3 separate regions of the Mus musculus genome follow, and regions 2 and 3 are each linked to region 1. The links are chromatin contacts, called in public promoter capture Hi-C maps. All regions are on one chromosome and are shown on one strand. Each heading gives the region's core, a stretch centred on a gene start, on an enhancer-like site or on the middle of the called end of the contact. The rest is flanking DNA. Distances are from core to core; before and after follow the strand shown. Region 1 holds the start of Gng11 (guanine nucleotide binding protein (G protein), gamma 11). Region 2 overlaps Vps50 (VPS50 EARP/GARPII complex subunit). Region 3 has its middle 50 kb from the start of Gm52885.

Region 1 (3,181 bases), core at 392-2,891:
GAAGAAATTTACTAGCCAAAATAGTCTATCATTTAAGACAGATATAGGTACCTTAATTTTCTTTGCCAACTTATTTAATTTTGGTATAGGACCTGTTTACTTTAGCCCACATTCATCTAAGTTCCTTTCACTGGCTTACATAAGCTATTTTTAGCCAACCTTTTGACATTAAGACATAGGGAATTTAAAACAACAACTGGGTTCTTCAGACAGATGTGAGTTTGTCTTGACAGTTCACTAAGAAGCCAAACTTCACCAGACAGTCCAACTCTCAACCTGACAAATTCTGGTATTTCAAATACAAAAAGTCCAACGTTTAAACATTTCCTTTGTTAAAAAACAAAAACAAAACCAAAAACGATTGAGCATATTTAGGTCTTAGAGACACCACACACCCCAGCAGCTCACTCTCTTCCTTCACTTCATAATTTTAAAATGGGAAAACAAAACATAAGTGAATTTTAGCTATGATGGCTCAGGAAGAGTTGGAAGGACTACCAAACAGCACTCATTAAATAGCCCATTGTTCTTTTCATCTTAATATATTCAGTGAGGACAGTCAGCAGAGCCTGGTGAGAAACTGCACAAACAAAGCTTGTGCTTACTAAACAATGATGGGTATCTAAGGTCAGGTACCCTGAAATATTCAGTTAATGGCTCCACTCTTCATCCACATTTAACTATGAGTTGGGAGGTTGTCTCTGGGAAGAACAGGGAGTCGAGTACTGCAAGGGCAGGTTTCCTACGTAAACGTTATATTTTACTTGTCCTTGAGCAGTATGACCAACGGAGCCAGTAAAGGTTGGCATTGCCTGCTTAAGTATGTCCCGGTAGACTCTCCTGGCTATCCAAGGCTGCTCTCTGTGAACCATGTTCTCATAATGTAGGGATTCTTCTGCTTCTAAGTGATTTTGCTGCTTACATCCAGGAAAGGAAGTCTGCCAGGAATTCAAAACGTTAAAAAGCAAGAAAACTGCCCCTTCGTGTAGAGGAGTATTCCCAAAACTTGCGGGGATGGAAGAAACTCTGGAGGGGATTTTGAGCCTCTGTTAGGCTTCTCTGGGTGTCCTCTATTCTCCCAGAGTTACGTCTTCCTTCCCCAAAAGTGAAAGCTCTATTATTGAGAAGCCAGATGGTCATTTAATGACAGGAAACACCCCGCATCTCAAACCACTTCTGTCCTCCAAACATATTTTTGTGAAAGGCCTTTTGAGCTTTTAGGAAACCACGTGGAATGTGTCAACACAATTCTGCTGTATACTTCTGAGACCTAGCTAGGTTCCATATTGCTCTTCTTTTCCTCCCCAATATCCACTTTCCCCACTACGTGTATGGAAAAGTTATATGCTGTGTATTTTTAAAACTTGGAGAGGTGAAGGATCTAAGGATCCTTAGTTATTTCCTGCTGAGTAGTGTTCCTTTCCTGGCTTTAAACAAAACCCGGATGTTAAGTTGGACACACACACACACACACACACACACACACACACAGAGAGAGAGAGAGAGAGAGAGAGAGAGAGAGAGAGAGAGAGAGAGAGAGAGAGAGAGAGAGAGAGAGAACAAAAGTAAAACTTCTGTCTCCAGCCCAGCAGCTCCCCCGGGCGTGGCAAGAGTCCTGTGGCAGTCCAGCCCAGAGCTGCGACCTGGTCCTGTTCCTGCAGGGTCTGCAGCCTGCCCAGAGCAGCCAGGAGGATGTCCCATATTTAGGCAGACTGCCTGGCTACAGGGCTGCTGCGGCCTGGAGAAGCCGCCCTGAAGTTGGTTGGAGTCTGGGAAAGGCCATCGGGAGCAGGCTTGGGCAGGAAGCCGAGCCCCCGGGGAGCTGGGAGCTGCGGTTCCCGAGCCAGTCACGTCCTGCGCGCGGGGGGCGGTAGCCTGGGCCCGCGGGTATTTGGGGAAGCGTCCCAGTTCTAGGCGCTTCCAGTGGCTCCCTTGCACAAGTGACTTCTGGGCCCAGTTCTGGGGCAAAGATGCCTGCCCTTCACATCGAGGATCTGCCGGAAAAGGAAAAACTGAAGATGGAGGTTGAGCAACTTCGCAAAGAAGTCAAGTTGCAGAGACAACAGGTAAGGTGGCTGGCTATTTCAGAATTCACTCTCAGAAATGCGCCAAGGTCAGGATTACTGGATTAAACGATGAGGGGTAGGGGTGGGTGTCTTTTTCTGGGAGCTTCTCTTTAAGGGGGCTCCACCTTCTAGATGATGTGGGGGAATCGCAAAAGGTGAGAAGAGCCAGGAACTAATAAGGAATCTAAAGCCAAATGTTATCAAGACAGAGTCCCAAACAGGGGAGACAACCAATCCCTTAAAGGGCAGCTGGCTTCCATTCTGGAAAGGACGGTGTATGATAGAATGTTTCTAAAACCACATTGAAAATCTCCCAACAATTTTAGCTTTAATTTTGCAAAGATCCTGACTCCATTGGGACTTGAGAGCACTGCCTGAGTTTCTGTTATTTGCAAATTGTATGCAATTTCCATTTTGTCTTGGAAGTGTGTTAAATGATTAATAGACTTTACTGTATTGACTTATAGACACATAATTACATTTATACTGTATGGGATATGGCTGCAAAGTAAAATAAATAAATAAATAAATAAATAAATAAATAAATAAATAAATGCAGGGTGTGGTGGTGCATGCCTGTAATTTTCAATCACTTAGGAGGTGGAGGCAGGAGGGTTAGGAGTTCCAGGCCACCCTGGCCAGTCAATGAAAAAATACCCAGGAGTGTTCACTGAAACTCCATGGAAAACTTGGAATTTTTACTTCAATTCTTTGTTGATAGTAAGCGCCTTGATTACATTAATCTTCTTTTCCCACTCTGTCAAGCAACCAGTCGTTTAGAAAAAAAAAAAACTTTTGGATAGCTTGTTCAATTTGAAGAAAAGTAATTTTTTCCCCAGAGCAAGAAAAATTTGGACTGATATTATTATGACTTGTACTTTTTTACAGCCCAGTCATTTCCCTCTCCCAGTTGGTCCGCCCTCCCACAGAGTTCCACATCCCATCCTATCCCCCTATCTCTCCCACCTTCCCTCCCCAACGAAACCTCCCCACTCCCTGGGGTCTCAAGTCTCTTGCAGGTTAGGCACATCTTCTCTCACTGAGGCCAGATCAAGCAGTTCTCTGCTGTATATGAGTGGGGCAGGGATGGGGGGCTCATACCAGCTACTGTATGC
Region 2 (3,181 bases), core at 397-2,896, 490 kb before region 1:
ATCCGCAGTCTACGTTTTCTGTGTGTTTGTTCCTGTAGCGTTATCTACCTCCGAGATAATCGAATGGAGGAGCAGCTAGGTGGTAATGTAGTCAATGTGCTGCGTGTGAGACCGGGAAATAGCCTCTAAACAGCAAGTTCCCTGCCAGGTTGCTCAAATAAGCCAGGCTGCTTTATTCCCTTAATAAAATATTGAACATCGATGCTTACTTTTGATACTGTGTCTGGTACAATGGCATATGTTATTTACTTTCATTAGAGGAAAACATAATTCTAACACCTATACATGTATGTATGTCTGTACATACCCGTGGTTTACAAGTCCCAATTGTTGCCTTGCTTCTTATGGCTTCCTAGTGTTTTCATGCCATGTTTTTGTTTTTCAAATCAAGGCTCTTTATTGCTTGATTCTGCATCACAATTTCATAATTGCATTTTGTTCTGGTCCTCGCTTTAAACTTGGATTTCTCTGTGTTCTTCTGTCTTCTGAATTTCTCTTTCCTCCCTGGGGTTGAGAGCACTTGTGCGCTGGTCTTTTGTCTCCTTTCTTCCCTCCGCTCTGCTGGCCTTGCTGTTTATTTGTTCATCAGGCTCTTTAGTCACTGCTGGAGGGCAAGGCCGATTTTTACTCAGCCCTGGCTGTGCTGTGGAGGAGAGTTTTACATGTGGAGAATAAAATCAACATTTGCTCCATGCGGCTCCACTGACCGAGGGTCGGTATCAGAGCCTGTGAAGCAGGCTATCAAGCCTAAGTGATGGCACCGTGGGCCCAAGTGTTCTTGTGCTTTCTCGGCTTTCGTTTCCTCTGTCTGCAGTTGGATCCACGACTTTGTCTCTTTCCAGCTTTAACTATGAGATGCGTTGATGTACATTTTCTGTATTTTAGTGACTGACCGTTTTGTTGCATTTTTATAGCATTTACTTGTTGGCAAATTAGTTTTGGATTTTCACATTTTAAAGAGCTTTTACAGTGCACTAATCTTAATACTCATTTAATTATACTCTGTAACTATAAAATAAATCCTTAAATACTTCATTAATAATATAACAGTTGGCAAGACTGAACTGTTTATTTCAAAATTTACCTGACCTATCTCATTATTGTAACCTCTTTTTTCTTAACATGTTTTAATATGCCGTAAAGGGTTTTATTTGGATCTAGTTTTTTCTGTTTGCCTTAAAATTTTTATAGGGAGTCTTTTGTTCATTTTGTATATAAAATATCTCATACTTATGAACTACCCTGTTGATTCTATTTTAGATACAGAATTGCATATTTTTGTACATCTCTAATGCTAGGCAGTGAGTTTTTAACTCTAGCAAAATTATGCAACAGTTATATTAAAATATGCAGTGTAGCTGTTTGTGTTTATTTTTCTCATTTACATACAGAAAATACTCTTACATTTTTGTGATTTCTCATTAATAGAAGCATTATGAGTTTATGGACCATGGTGCTTACCACAACTGTCTTTGTCTCATATTTCTTTTGACTATCCCTCCCTGTTAAATTACAGAATGCCCTGTAATTGTTCCTGGAGTGCTGTGGATCTGGGCACTGCACAGCATCACGATGTAGTTCCCAGTGTGGCTGGGACTAAGCAGGCGGCCTGCTGAGGGAGGAAGTGTGTAGGGAGGGATGAGGTGGAAGGAAGCAGTGCCTGGCAGGCTGCACATGCAGCAGCTGCAAGAGACACAGTCTCTTCCAAGCAGTATGAATGAGCTCAGATGTGCATTTCACAGAGAAGTCACTAGATGGGCTGGAAGGAGGGCTGTTTTATTGGGATGCAGTGATGTATCAGGGTATCTGGGTCCACAAAAGTGTTAACGGGAGAAAGACCACTGTCACAAATCATCAAGGCCAAACTAATTAAAGCAAGCAATTAGTTAAAGCAAGCTTTTTTATTTGTGTACACAAGCTGCCTCCTCCTAAGGTGGGGATTGAGAGGTCAGACTTGGGTGTGAGGAAGACAAGGGTTTGTTTGTTTGTTTGTTTGTTTATGTATATAGCGCAGGGTTTCTAAATCAAGGATTTGGTGGGTTACTAGAACAGAACATAAGCATAGCATGTTAGCCATAAGGGCCTGCTGAAACAGAGACATGATTACAAGTGGTCGTGACAACAGGTAGTCATAGCAGGGTAGCCATAACAACCCTTTTGAAACCAAGTTAGGGTTGCAAGATGGTAATTAATTTTTGAAACAAAGTTATGATTGCCATTCCTGGACCGGGCAGAAGGGAGCCATTTGTAGTTATGGTTACAAGGAGGGTATAGCCGCATCCTTGAGAAACAGAGTTTTAATCATAAACTGGAATGCACTTAGTGTGTCTTTACTATAAGATGGCTTTTAAGCCTAAGGTTGAGGCATGCTGGTTGTTGAGAGGCCCTCACTGTATGCTCTGCCTTTTCCTGCCTTGCTCCATTTGTCTCTGCCCTTCACTTAGGATTGTCCCATTAGAGTATGAAGTGCTCCATGTTGGTTCCTCGTGCTCTCGGATGCTGACTGAATAGATCTCTAGGAAGGACTGGCATCTGACCTTTGTATGCTTACACAGATTGTAATGGTTTTATAAACCCATCATATTTTTGAAATGTACATTTGTGAGATTTTTAAATGAAATCACATTTTCCCTTTGGCAATTTTAATAACTTTAAAGCGGATGAAAAAATAGGTTTGAAGAGGCTAAATCAAATTTCCAAGGTTGTAGAGATGCAACTAAAGCTGGAGTGTCTTTGCCTTCAGGTCAGCCCGCCTGTCCTGGGTTGCAGGAGAGCATCAACATGCTGTTGTGTGCTGTAATGTGCTAGTTACACCCTGAAGATGAGAGGGTCGCTTGATCATTGCACGCCTTTGAGGTTTTGGACTTAGCTAGCTACAAATGATAGTTTCCAATTTAGTAACGTTCAACATTTCTTTTTGAATGGTACCAACTGCATTTATTTGATTGTGGTGCTTAGGTGACATCACACTCTTGAAACTTGTATTTGAGATGCCAGTGCCTTTTTAAGGGAAGGAGGTTTATGAGAAAACTCTGAGTTCTCTTTCTAGTTCATCCTTCTCACTTTATATTTGCATTTAATGGGTGGAGGCTGCCTGTCTTCCACAGGTGGTGTGGGTTTCACCACCCCACAAGTTGAGCACCTACTGTCCGTGGTGCTAAGTGGATAACTTCCTTTTCCC
Region 3 (3,181 bases), core at 361-2,860, 380 kb before region 1:
CAGGGGAAAAATTCCTGAATAGAACAGTAATGGCTTGTGCTGTAAGATCAATAATCGGCAAACGGGTAAATTGCAAAGCTTCTGCAAGGCAAAAGACATCGTCAATAAGACAAAAAGGCTACCAACAGATTGGGAAAGGATCTTTACCAATCCTAAATCAGTAGGGGACTAATATCCAATATATATAAAGAACTCAAGAAGATGGACTCCAGAAAACCAAATAACCCCATTAAGAAATGGGGCTCCTAGCTAAACAAAGAATTCTCACCTGAGGAATATGAATGGCTGAGAAGCACCTGAAAAAATGTTCAACATCCTTAAGCATCAGAGAAATGCAAATCAAAACAACACTGAGATTCCACTTCACTCCAGTCAGAATGGCTAAGATCAAAAATTCAGGTTACAGCAGATGCTGGCAAGGATGTGGAGAAAGAGGAACACTCCTCCATTTCTGGTGGGATTGCAAGCTGGTACAACCAGTCTGGAAATCAGTCTGGTGATTCCTCAGAAAATTGGACATAGTACTACTGGAAGATCCAGCAATACCTCTCCTGGACATATATCCAGAAGATGTTCCAACTGGTAATAAGAACACATGCTCCACTATGTTCATAGCAGCCCTATTTATAATAGCCAGAAGCTGGAAAGAACCCAGATGTCCTGCAACAGAGGAATGGATACAGAAAATGTGGTACATTTACACAATGGAGTACTCCTCAGCTATTAAAAACAATGAATTTATGAAATTCCTAGGCAAATGGATGGACCTGGAGGGCATCATCCTGAGTGAGGTAACCCAATCACAAAAGAACTCACACAATATGTACTCACTGATAAGTGGATATTAGCCCAGAAACTTAGAATACCCAAGATATGTATCAAAAGATGGCCTAGTCGGCCATCACTGGAAAGAGAGGCCCATTGGACTTGCAAACTTTATATGCCCCAGTACAGGGGAATGCCAGGGCCAAGAAGTGGGAGTGGGTGGGTAGGGGAGTGGGGGGGGGTGACTTTTGGGATAGCATTGGAAATGTAAATGAAATAAATACCTAATTAAAAAATAATAGATGGAAGTCCATGGAGGAGAGTTCTATTAAAAGAGAGAGAGAGAGAGAGAGAGAGAGAGAGAGAGAGAGAGAGAGAGAGAGAGAAAGAGAGGAAGAGAAGAGAAGAGAAGAGAAGAGAAGAGAAGAGAAGAGAAGAGAAGAGAAGAGAAGAGAAGAGAAGAGAAGAGAAGAGAAGAGAGGAGAGTGTCAGGTTCCCTGGGGTTGGAATTACAGTCAGTTGTGAGTTGACTGACATGAGTTCTGGGAACTGAACTGAGTTCCTTTGCAAGAGCACTAAATGCTCTTAACCACGGAGCCATTTGTACCAGACAAATTAATCTGTCTGATGTGGAAAGCAGCCATCACAGCCCAACTCTCTGCAGAGAAGCGGTAGTATGCTGACTTAACTTACCCGAAAAGAAATGTTCTCTATTAGCCAGCGAATAAAAGCAAAACAAAAAGGGAGGTGTTACTTGATTGTTTACACTAGCATTGTCATCAGGATGCTGTGTTCATTATGAGGCTACGTGATACCACCTTGACATGGATGTACTGGGAAGATGTGTAAGGCTACATGCAACAGAGTATGACTAAAATGTGATCTTGCTACTCCAAGCTTGAAGGTACACTGCGTTGGTTTCGGTTTCTCTGGTCGCCTGTGGTTTCCACCATGACCACTAGGTGGCAGCTGTGGCTCCAAGCTGAAGAATGTCTAGGGACAAAAGCTGGAAATTACTGTTACCGAGGAAGAAGCCCCTTCCAGATCTTTCGGTTATGGCTTGGATATGAAGTGTCCTTCCTAAGAGGCTGTGTTGAAGTCTTGGCTCTGGTCTGATGTTCTTACTGAGAGGTAACTGAATTACAAAGACACTAACTCCATTAATGGGTGAGTCTGTTGATGAGTACACAGCGGAAAGGGCTTCCCAACTTGGACACGTTACATAGTTACATAAACCCTTGTGTCTCCACACCCTTGTGTCTGTGTCTCAAATGGCTCAATAGAGACCCAAACCTCTCCTGTCATATGCCAGATTGCTCAAGTAAGTCAAGAGAACTCCAGATTTAAGGAGAACTGTGCTGTAATTTAGGTATCTATGAAAAACAATGGCTTTACTACCTTGGTACGCTATAGGGAGAGTTGTCAGGAGGTAGATCCTTACACAGCAGTGGAGCAAGGCACACTGTCTCTGTTCCTGGAGCTCAAAATAACGGAGTAGGGAATTTTGGGCAGGAAGTAAGTCTGGCTACTTAATTTAAAATATATATTTTTATTTTATTTTATTTTATTTTATTTTATTTTACTTGGTTTGTTTTCAAGGTAGAATTTCTCTGTGTAGCCCTTGGCTGTACTGGAATCTGTAGACCAGGCTGGCCTCGAACTTAGAGATCTGCCTGTCTATGTATCCTGAGTTCTGAGATTGAAGGCATATACCACCACCACCACCAGCACCACCATCATCTCTCTCTCTCTCTCTCTCTCTCCCTCTCTCTCTCTCTCTACCTCTACCTCTACCTCTATCTCTCTCTCTCCTGTGCACTAAAAATTATGATTGGCATGCCTTTTTAATAAATGCATATGACTATTCTGGACTATTAAGAGCAAAACATAAATAAAAAATAAATAAAAAATAAAAAGAAGGTGAGAACTAAAGTTATTCTTAGGTTTCCATAAAGCTTTGTGCACACATATATATGGGCATGCACACAGACATAGGAACATACCCACCCACCCACATACACACACACACACACACACACACACACACACACGATCCTGATAGAATTTTTTTCCCTAACAGTGTATCAGGATGGCCATCTTCACCTGTTCACCAGCCAAAATTCCAAAGATGGAAGAGTGATGAGACAAGTTGACTTTTGAAAATGCCCAAAATGCATCCTTAAGTTTGCATTGATATACTTTCTCCTGATGAAGCACATCAAGACTATGAGTTCTGTGAACTTAAAAAAAAAAATACACGCACGCACACACACACACACACACACACACACATATATATATATATATATACACACACAAAGAATGTGAAAAACACTTTATTGCCTGTAGTTTTAAAATGCTACCGCCTTTGCCCAGGACTGGACCATGCTCTGGCCCCTCCCAGCTTCCCCTTTGT

What was found. Promoter capture Hi-C pulls out the DNA fragments that hold promoters and counts their contacts.
Region 2: a contact with region 1 is called in a promoter capture Hi-C map of the HPC-7 cell line, with 3 times the contacts expected there. The contact joins the enhancer-like site here to the promoter of Gng11 in region 1. A contact is called at or near these places in 6 of 39 promoter capture datasets (the 3T3-L1 cell line, the C10 cell line, the HPC-7 cell line and 3 more), 2 of 484 Hi-C or Micro-C datasets (embryonic stem cells and group 2 innate lymphoid cells) and 1 of 9 other capture datasets (embryonic stem cells).
Region 3: a promoter capture Hi-C map of the HPC-7 cell line shows a contact between it and region 1, with 4 times the contacts expected there. The contact joins the enhancer-like site here to the promoter of Gng11 in region 1. A contact is called at or near these places in 7 of 39 promoter capture datasets (the 3T3-L1 cell line, the HPC-7 cell line, cranial neural crest and 2 more), 1 of 115 datasets of contacts at active chromatin or transcription factors (embryonic stem cells) and 1 of 9 other capture datasets (pancreatic islet).

Annotation. Positions count from the first base shown.
Region 1 is chr6:4,002,346-4,005,526 of GRCm38.p6, forward strand. Gng11 (guanine nucleotide binding protein (G protein), gamma 11) reads left to right here and starts at 1,642. Exons shown (of 2, transcript NM_025331.2): 1 at 1,642-2,066. The coding sequence starts at 1,971.
Region 2 is chr6:3,511,170-3,514,350 of GRCm38.p6, forward strand. The region is part of intron 2 of Vps50 (VPS50 EARP/GARPII complex subunit); the gene reads left to right. Among named protein-coding and RNA genes, the nearest start is that of Vps50, 14 kb to the left of the region's middle. Within about 2 kb of position 1,647, at least 57 of the 459 cell types and tissues checked have an H3K27ac peak or open chromatin away from gene starts, as enhancers often do. A contact at or near this core is called in the HPC-7 cell line, where this site is marked.
Region 3 is chr6:3,619,006-3,622,186 of GRCm38.p6, forward strand. No RefSeq gene overlaps it. Among named protein-coding and RNA genes, the nearest start is that of Gm52885, 50 kb to the left of the region's middle. Within about 2 kb of position 1,611, at least 24 of the 459 cell types and tissues checked have an H3K27ac peak or open chromatin away from gene starts, as enhancers often do. A contact at or near this core is called in the HPC-7 cell line, where this site is marked.